2 separate regions of the Sus scrofa genome follow, and region 1 is linked to region 2. A link is a contact called in public Hi-C data. All regions are on one chromosome and are shown on one strand. The core of a region is the stretch at or near the end of the contact, and the rest is flanking DNA. Distances in the headings are between cores, read along the strand shown.

What was found. Hi-C and Micro-C count contacts between places; a contact is called where the count stands out from the background.
Region 1: a Hi-C map of liver shows a contact between it and region 2, with 8 times the contacts expected there. The contact joins the promoter of MED12 here to the promoter of SNX12 in region 2. A contact is called at or near these places in 1 of 5 promoter capture datasets (liver), 8 of 47 Hi-C or Micro-C datasets (alveolar macrophages, embryonic fibroblasts, epiblast stem cells and 4 more) and 2 of 2 datasets of contacts at active chromatin or transcription factors (alveolar macrophages and skeletal muscle).

The regions. Positions count from the first base shown.
Region 1 is chrX:57,149,267-57,153,779 of Sscrofa11.1, reverse strand. It overlaps MED12 (mediator of RNA polymerase II transcription subunit 12), which reads right to left and starts at 2,896. Exons shown (of 45, transcript XM_001927848.6): 1 at 2,599-2,896; 2 at 1,952-2,056; 3 at 1,553-1,744; 4 at 1,257-1,416; 5 at 395-576; 6 at 95-205. The coding sequence starts at 2,697. It also overlaps a transcript of IL2RG not described here.
Region 2 is chrX:57,105,676-57,110,680 of Sscrofa11.1, reverse strand. It overlaps SNX12 (sorting nexin-12), which reads left to right and starts at 2,045. Exons shown (of 4, transcript XM_001928070.5): 1 at 2,045-2,333. The coding sequence starts at 2,169.

The DNA.
Region 1 (4,513 bases), core at 1,647-4,146, 42 kb before region 2:
TTTCCAAGAGACACTGCTCTCACGTCTTACTCCTCCTCACATCCTCCCTAGATGCTCCCCCACCCCTACCCCCTGGCCAAATCCTAGGCCTTACTCGAAGCAGCAGGGGCAGCAGCAGTTTAAGCAATTCATCCTCTCCAGGGCGGATTTTCTCAAAGCACTCAAGTACCCAGGTCAGGAACTCATGTCTGTCCAGCATTCCGTCCTGTGGGCACCAGGGGTGGGAAGAGGATTAGCTTTGCCTAGGGACTATTCAAGATGAGGCAGAGAAAGTAAATGAAAGGATGAAGAGAACCACACAAGTGGGGCAAGGTGGCAGGCCGATTCTGTTCTATGCTGGCAGAGTGTGAGATCAGGCTCAATCCCACGCCCTATAACAAGCTCTCCTTCCTACCTGAAACATGAACATGGCCAGCTTCTCGTTGTAGTCCCACTGCCAGATCGCCACCTCTACATCATGGGGCAAGGGCCCTACAGTGGGACCACAGCCCCCACTTCCGGCAGGCCCTGGCCGGTAGTATTCAGCCATCTTTTGCAGCTGCTCCCATAAGTACTTGGTGATGATCTGAGTCCACTCTAGGGGAAAGATGGGAAAACGGCTATTTTATACTGTCCCTCTGCTTAGAACATCTTGTCCCCTGCTCCCGTCCACAGTCACCATACTTCTAAATCCTATTCAGCCCCTTAGGCTCTAGTCAAATGCCACCTTCCTAAAGCCTTTCCAGGTGTCTCCAAAAGAAAGTAATCTTTCTGTTCACTGAGTCTCAAAGAAACCTTCTGCCTCCATTTTTTATGTTTATTTTATTAACTTACATATTTTTATTTATTAATTAATTTACATATTTTTAAAAATTTTGGCTGTGCTCGCAGCATGCAGACGTTTCCCGGCCAGGGATGGAACCTGTGCCATGGCAGTGACAATGCTGGATCCTTAACCTGCTGCACCACTAGGGAACTCCTTGCCTCCACTTTTGACATTATGTTCTATATTTAATCACGGGATCTGTACATATGCCTTGGCATCCCTACTAGACTCTAAGCATCCTAAAGGCAGGGATTAAGTAGTGGTTATCTTTATAGCCCAGTACATGCACGGAGAAGGTACTCAAGATACTCGATGTTTACTAATGGAGTGAATGCAAGATACAAGCAGAAGCAAGGAATATAGATGAGGAAGGAGAATAATCTCAAGGGTCTCTCTACCACTGCTTGAAGTGATCAGTGGTGGGACCCCTGGTGTTAGAGGACTTACTCACCCGTGAAGGGGTCAACGACATTTCTCTTCTTAACCTTGTTCTCCGAGATTGCTGCATAGTAGGCACAGGTCATCTTAATGAGCCAGGCTGCCCGCATCACAGGCACTGTGTATTTGGCTAAGTACCCAAACACTTCTTCCTTCTTACTGAAAATGGGGACCTGGACGGACATCACAAATAGTGAGACCTCCATTACCCCCATGAGCTGGCATTCATGTAGCTTAATCTGGGAATCGGAGGGTGCTTGGTACCCACACTCCACTCCCTGGCTTGAAGAACAAGAAATGGTATCTCACCTTTTTGGCTAGTTGTGTGAGTGGCTTGGTGCCAGCCAGGTCAGTGAACCAGGTGTTAATGGCACTCTGGGATCGTGCAGTCACCAGCCAGAAGTTGTCCTTCTGGTTCACTTGGGGCTTCCTGCGACCAGTGTCAGGGAGGGTGTTACAACGTAACTTCTCTGCAATAATGCTGCTGAAGTTGGAACTGATCTGAGGGAAGAAAACTACACCTCAGGGTGGGAAGAAGGGGTAGAGAGGTGGTTGTGCCTTTGATAGGCAAATGCCAATGTGGTAGCATGAGGTTATGAAGGAAAACTCAGCCATTTAGGTGGTCCCTTTAAGTCTTCCCAACCCAGGGCCTTTGCGCCTTCTCAAATTCTTCCAGCCTTTTCCTTCAGCTTGGCAGGGTTGTCTCACCTTGGCAGGATTGAAGTTGACGTTCTTGGCACTGCCATGTTCATCCCCAGAGACAGCGGGCTGGTTATTGAAACCTTGTTTTACATTCAAGGCTGTCAGTTCATCCTAAAGCGGGAAAACGACATGTTAGCCCCCGCCACGGGGGGGGGGGGGAAGGTTGGTGGTGGGAGAGGGCAGAAGAGAAGGGAACATGGGGAGGGGGGAAGGGAGGAGGAGGATTCGGAGTAGAACAGATTGTTATTTAAAGCTAGGCCCTAACATTCATTTGGACCCCACCCTCACCCCCACAGTCACTAAGATTCCCAATCCCCCAGAGCTCACTCAACAGCACTCTTCCCCTGCGAGCTTGGAAGCAGAGCAGCCGTTGCTCACCCAGCTGCCTCAGACAACTTTCTGAGGTGTGTGTGTGTAGAGGGGGGCGCCTCCAGCGTGGCCCCGATATCACTCCCAGCTGGCACCCAGGAACCACCCCCCACCCCCACCAGATCCTACTCTCCTACGCCAGCCCACTTTACTCTTCCCCCTTTCGGGACTTTCGCTCCCGGCGAACCGCCCCGCCCCCCCCCCCCCCCGCCAAGCTTTCAGTGCTTCCTCTTCTGCCGATCGCTGGCCCCCGGCCCCTGGGGAGCCCGGATTTTTGAACGTACCTCCTTCTGTTTGGGATCTTGAGGGTACACATCCGGAGGCCCCAGCCGCGGCCGCTTCAGGGGCCGGTGTTCGTAGCTCAAGATCCCGAAGGCCGCCATCTTGCCCAGCCCGTAGCGCCAGAGGCGCCAGCCGGGCCCGGCCGCTGGGGGAGGGGGAGAGGGAGCCGAAAAGGGGGGCAGCGGAGGCGAGGACGGCAGCCGAGAGACAACAAGGGGGCACGTTAGAAACTCTCGATCATTGCCGGAAACTACCGAGGTAAACCGAGGGACGCCGGGAACCGTCGGACAATACCGACCGCGGGGTAGGGGGGGGAACGGGGGCGGGGCCCACCCGGCGTGGGGCGGAGCTCGGCGCCGGGGGAGCTTTTTCTGCCCCGGCGGCCGCAGATCGACTTCACTCAGTCAAGATCTTTGCGACATTCGCTAACCCTGTGCTGGACTGGGGATGCGAACCCGCGAGGCGGGAGGCGGCCACCGCACCGAGCTCCGGTTAGAATTGCGTTCCCAGCACCTCCCTCCGTTCCCGGCCTAGAATAAATAAGTGCTTGATCGTCTGTGCGTTTGTTGGGAACTCTGCCTTTTCCAAACTGCTTCTTCATTTCTCAGGTTCCGCATCTGAAAAATGGGTGTACTAACAAACACTTCCTTCAAGGGACTGTTGTGAAGATTAGAAACGATGTATGCATAAGGAAACACATATTAACCCCCCCCCCCCCCACACACACACAAAGGTCGGCTCTAATCCCTCAAGGTCCCTATGGTCTAGCACTGAGGTTCTTAACCTCTTCTGATTCAAAGTCCCTTTAAAATGCGGTGGAAGCTACGGCCCTTCTTCCCAGAAAAAAAAAAAAAAAAAAAAAGCACGTAGAGATATACAAAACGTTAGACACTTTCCACGGAGATTCTTACACACACACCCCTCCACGAAGTTCATCCATATATACTCCGAAGATTCAGGAACTCCAGGTTAAGAACGCTTGCTCTATAGAAAGAGGCACCTATTAAGTATCAGATGCTTTTCAGACATTATCTCTTTTAATCCACAAAAGCCCCATGTGTTAGGGATTATTATTGTCTCCATTTTGTAGATGAGGAAGCTGATTCTCAAGGAGTGGGAGTTGGTTTATATAGCTACTGAATAACAGAGCTGAGACTAGGGTTTTTTTCCTTGACTCTTCTTTAAGTGGTATATCATATCATTGGCTATTCTATTTTTTTACCTGCTTTTTAATTTAATTTTATTTGCTTTTTGTAGGGCCGCACCTTCAGCATATGGAGGTTCCCAGACTAAGGGTCAAATCCGAGCTGCAGCTGCCTGCCACAGCCACAGCCACTGCAACAGGATCCTTAACCCACTAAGTGAGGCCCGGGATGGAACCCGAATCCTCATGGATACTAGTATGTCAGGTTTATAACCCACTAAGAACTCCCCCTGCTTTTTTAAATTGAAGTATATTTGGTGTACAATATTGCATAAGTTACGGGTGCACAGTATAGTGGTTCGTATTTTCTAAAGGTTATACTCCATTCATAATTATAAAATATTGGCTACATTCCTCATGTTATACAATATATCTTTTTAGCTCATTTTATACGTGATAGTTTGTATCTTATAGTCTCCTACACCTAAACTGTCCTTCCCCCTTCTCGCTTCTCCCAGTGTAACCCCTAGTTGGTTCTTTGTATCTGTGAATCTGCTTTTTTGTTACATTCACTAGTTTGTTGCATTTTTCAGGTTCCACATATGAGTGATATCATACTTTTTTTTTTTTTTTTTGTCTTTTCTAGGCCGCTTCCCGCGGCATATGGAGGTTCCCAGGCTAGGCGTTGAATCGGAGCTGTAGCCGCCGACCTACGCCAGAGCCACAGCAACGCGGGATCCGAGCCGCGTCCGCGACCTGCTCTACAGCTCACG
Region 2 (5,005 bases), core at 796-3,295:
TTACTGAACACTTACTGTTAGCACATATTTAATTTAATTTAATTCTCACAAAAACCCCAGAGGTAGCTTTTAGTCTTATTTCCATTTTACAGAGGAGGAAAACTTGTTGGATAACATGTTCAAGGTCATACAGCTAAGGGAGTTCCTGTTGTGGCTCAGCAGTAAGGAACCCAACCAGTATCCATGAGGACTTGGGTTCGATCCCTGGCCTTGCTCAGTGATTTAAGGATTCAGTGTTGCCTTGAGCTGTGGTGTATGTCACAGATGTGGCTTGGATCCCACACCCCTAGCCAGGGGACTTCCACGTGCCGTGGGTGTGGCCCTTAAAAAAATGATATACAGCTATTAAGCAAGGATTTAAACTCAGGCAGCCTAAGTCCATAGCCCACATATTTAAGCTCTATACTATATTACCACTATATCTAATCAAATACAACTCCTATTTTATTTCCTTGATCTCAGCCTTTTCCCTTTTCTCCATTCCCACCACCTGATCCATGTGCTACCATATGTACGTTCATAATTGGTCACATTTAACTCAACTACATTTTCCATCTTGCCTGCAAAAGAATCCTTCTAAAACACAAATCTGATCATGTCTTTTTTCTGTTGAAGATCTTTCTGTGGCTCCCTATTGCCTTCATCATAAAGTCAAAGATCCTTTGCTTTAAATAGAAGGATCCTCTTCTGCCCATCCCCAGCCAGCCTACCTCTCTAAGTACTTCCATTACACAACCTGAATTGATGACAATTTCCTAAAATATCATGCTGTTTCTTAGCTGGATGCCTTTGCATATGCTATTCCTTCTGCAAGAAATTACCTTTCCCCATTTCTACTCCTGGTTGTCTTTTACATCTTTTCATGTGTGTCAAACTCACATAGTTCCTCCTCCAGGAAGCCTTCCCTAACTCCTCCAAGTATTCATGTCCTCTGCACTGCTTTGAACATTCATTTATTTTGTATTTGTCACATTATCATAGTTTTATTCACTTATCTCCCTTTCTAGAATGTTAACTCCTTGAGGGCAGGGACTCTTACTGAACTCTAGGTCTTTAGTATTTAGCACGGTGCCTGACACATGAGTAGTTGCTTAGGAGATATCAGTTAAATTGAATTAAATAACTTAATTGTGAAATTATAGGACCTTGTACTCCGTTGAAAGAATTTCAGGCATAAATGACATGGGAATTTTTTTTTTTTTTTTTTGAGCAGAAGAGTGCTGGTGCAAAGAGGAGAAAGGATGACCTAAAATTAGCACTATTGATATGGGCGCTACTCCCTTTAAATGGGCTATGTGTAAATTTGTCATATAAATACTAGTATTTCTATAGATATTCTCATGAAGACACATATTCTATCTCCATTACGGGCTGCAAGCAAGCAACCTCAGAGTGCCAAGTGTGGAGTTTTGCAGAATAGAAATAGAAGGTATTGAAAGAAATGCCCTTGGTTTGCTGAGAACACTTGAAATTAGCTTTTATGTGGCAACAAGTGGAGGATAAAGATATGCCCAAATTTTCCTAAGAAGTGAGAATGAGAAATCGTCTTTTTTGACCTCATGCTCACTGCTTTTTTGGCACCATAAATAGGGCTCAATTGCGTGTGAAATGAATTGAAACTATCAGTAGCACAAGTGGCTGGGCTGCGTTCTAGGTTCTTAATACTATTGTCGGAACCCCACCCTCCGGAGACCACCCTTCTACTTTCGTGCAAAACCGGTACTTATTCAGGTCACGGGGCTTCGGCCTATCACTGCAGAATCCAAGCTTGCGGGGCAGTGCCCACTGCAGATTGACGCATGGTGTAAGACAATTTCTTGGGCTGAGGAGCAGCGATTGGCGGATCTCGCCTATAGTGCTTCCCAGGACACTAGGGGTGTGCGTATTGGAAATGCAGGTTCCGGGGCGGCCAGTAACACCGCCCGGAAGTCTGAATGAGGCCTCCTCCGACAGCACTTCCAAACGACCTCATGGCCGCTATTCAGAGTGCCCGGCCCCGGGCAGCGGCAGCGTGCGCGTGCGTGCGTGCGTGCGTGGGCGCGCGTACGCGGTGCCGCCGTCAGTAGGTTGGCTGGTTATTTTGCAAGCGGGAGGGGCCGTGCGCGCTCCTGCCTCCGGCTTCTGTCCCCCACCCCCCCTTCCCCGGTCCCGGTTTCTCCTTCGGAAAGATGTCGGACACGGCAGTAGCTGACACTCGGCGCCTTAACTCGAAGCCGCAGGACCTGACCGACGCTTACGGGCCGCCAAGTAACTTCCTGGAGATCGACATCTTTAATCCACAGACGGTGGGCGTGGGCCGGGCGCGCTTCACCACCTATGAGGTTCGCATGCGGGTGAGTCACGGGGTGAGGGAGACAGCTGAGGGAGGACCGGGCGGCTGGGCGGGGAGGAGGCTGCCATAGGGACGGCTAATGGTGGAGAAGGCACTTGAGGGGTCATTTGGGGGTTGGGGTGTTACAGGTTTGCAGAGAGGTCTGCACATTCGGTTGTGGCCCGAGGATACAGAAAACTCCTGAGGGGGACATCAGACTGGCTTGAGGGAAAGCAAGTAGCCATGAGCAAGAAATGAAGCATGACTGAAGGCGGTAGGGAGGATGGAGAGGATTAGAGTGATATATTCAAGGAAATAGGGATCAGAACTGTAGCAACACAAGGGGTTAAGGAAGAGTGGAAAAGAGCTGGTGATGGCAAGCCAAGGCGGGGGTCCCATTACTAAACTAGGTTGTGGGAAGTCAACCTGAAGAGGGGGAACCGGAAGGCCTGGCTTCCTCCTAATGAGGTCTCCCTGGATGATGGCGTTAAGCAGAGCCTGGATTAAAGGGAAGAGAGACACCAGGAAAGGAAGACAGTGGGCTTGGTGGAGAGACTCTTCTAGGAGAGTCCCCTTGGACTGAGTGCTTCCCAGACTTGCGTAGAATTAACATCTGAAGGAGAGAAGTGTTTTATGCTTAAGTTTTCTCAGGTACTACATGCTCACTGGAAAACCTGACCTTGCACTCAGATTGGTGGCTTGTTAGTTGCTGCCCTCATCCTGTGCTGACCCTTTAGATTTGAAGTATCCAGAATGTTTATTTCAATATTTACTGGCTCTCATTTGGGTTTTCTGTATATAAATGGCCGTTTGCCCTTTCTGCTCTAGGTTAACCTTTTGGATTCATTATATTAATCCCTGGTCTGTATTTAACTTTAACATCTGACATTTCAAGACTGCCCCAGGAATGGCTTCTTCCAGTGTGCACTACAGAGGACTTTATTCTCTAGTTCTTAGTCCACAACGCTAGGGTGGAATGTGCAGAGTACATGGTTTGCAGGTTCTTTGGCCCCATTGAAGTGGTTACAGGCAAAAAGTTTGAGAGCCGTTTTCTAATTTTCCTTATGTTTTCTTCTCAGACTAGAGGGCCAGAATATTCTCTATGGACAGCATGCTGCTCAAACAGCATTTGAAGACCTAAAAGAGTGTATGTGCTTTCATTTTTGATTGAATGAATTGAATGAGAGAGTGTGCTCTCCCATCTGGGTTTTTGAAATCAAATTGAGAAATGATCATCTCCAAATTCAAGTTTGGAGAAGTCCAAACTGAAGAAACGCTGATAGCAAAAAATGAGAAAAACTTCTCTATATCAGGACTGTTCGAAATCATCTCTCTGGGGAAGAATGGGAGGTAGATCCCTCAAAATATGATAAAAGCTGGGAATTGTTAGTGGTAGAGAACCTAATTACCTGAGGAAGCCTGGGCGTAACTTGTTCATTTTAAGAACTCTGCTGTAGGGTTTTGAAGACATTGTCTTGATGTATAACCCAAGAACCATAGGGATTATGAACGGAATTGTTCTCTTCTTCAGACTAGTAATAACTGCAGGGACTGTTCATCTGGTGCCTACTGTGAGCCAGGCACTGAATTACGTTTTAGTTTTTTTTTTTTTTTTTCTATCTTTTTAGGGCTGCACCCGAGGCATATGGAGGTTCCCAGGCTTGGGGTCTAATCGGAGCTGTTGCTGCTGGCCTGTGCCACAGCCATAGCCACGCCAGATCCAAACCGCGTCTGTGACCTACACCACAGCTCACAGCAACGCTGGATCCTTAACTCATTTAGCAAGGCCGGGGAATCTGTGTCCTCATGGATGCTAGTTAGATTTGTTTCCACTGAGGCACGATGGAAACTCCAAGTTTTAGTTTTCAAATTCTTACAAAAACACCCTTTTTACAGATAGGAAGCTCAGGAAGAATGCAGTTTAACTTGCCCAAGTACACATAACTAATAAGTGGCAGGGCTGGGATTTGAATGCAGGTTGATCTGATCCAAAGCCCATCATACTCTTTCCACTACACTTTAGTCTCTTTGGCAATGCTTAGTTGCAAAACTTTAGTGTACAAATTTTTTTCTACCCACTAAGCTTTTCATCAGTCCTTTCCACAATTACAAATTGTATAGCGATGATAGGGTTGATTGCAGTTCCTAATTCTGTGGGTTTGAGTTAATTTGTATTTATGTTAATTTGTATGGCTATATAGGCTTTTAATATTTAATATTTTATTCTATTTTAATATTTTATCAAAAAAGAGGAAAGTTGGTAAAATCATCCAGTTTTAAATTGGTAGGCACTATAGGGAGCCTGAGACTCAGAGAATGGGCTTTGAGAGTTAGGCATTGTGTATGGTAGAAGAAAATGGTACTGACATTTTTTCTTTGTATAATAGCTCAGGGAAGGACCCCCCCCCCCCAAAGAAATAAAGAGTCTGGAGAGATGTCCTAGTGACTTCGCATGATATATATGGAGCTTTTCAATTGTCGGTTTTGGGAGTTCTCTTCTGGCTCAGCAGGTTAAGGATCTGGCATTGTCGCTGCAGTGGCTTGGGCCACTGCTATGGTGCAGGTTTGATCCCTGGCCCTGGAACTTCCTTATGCCGCAAGAGTGGCTAAAAAAGAAAAACAAACAAACAAATAAAAAATTCAAATGTCAGTTATCTGGTGGACTTGAATTTGCTCCTTTTTCTCCTTTCCCTT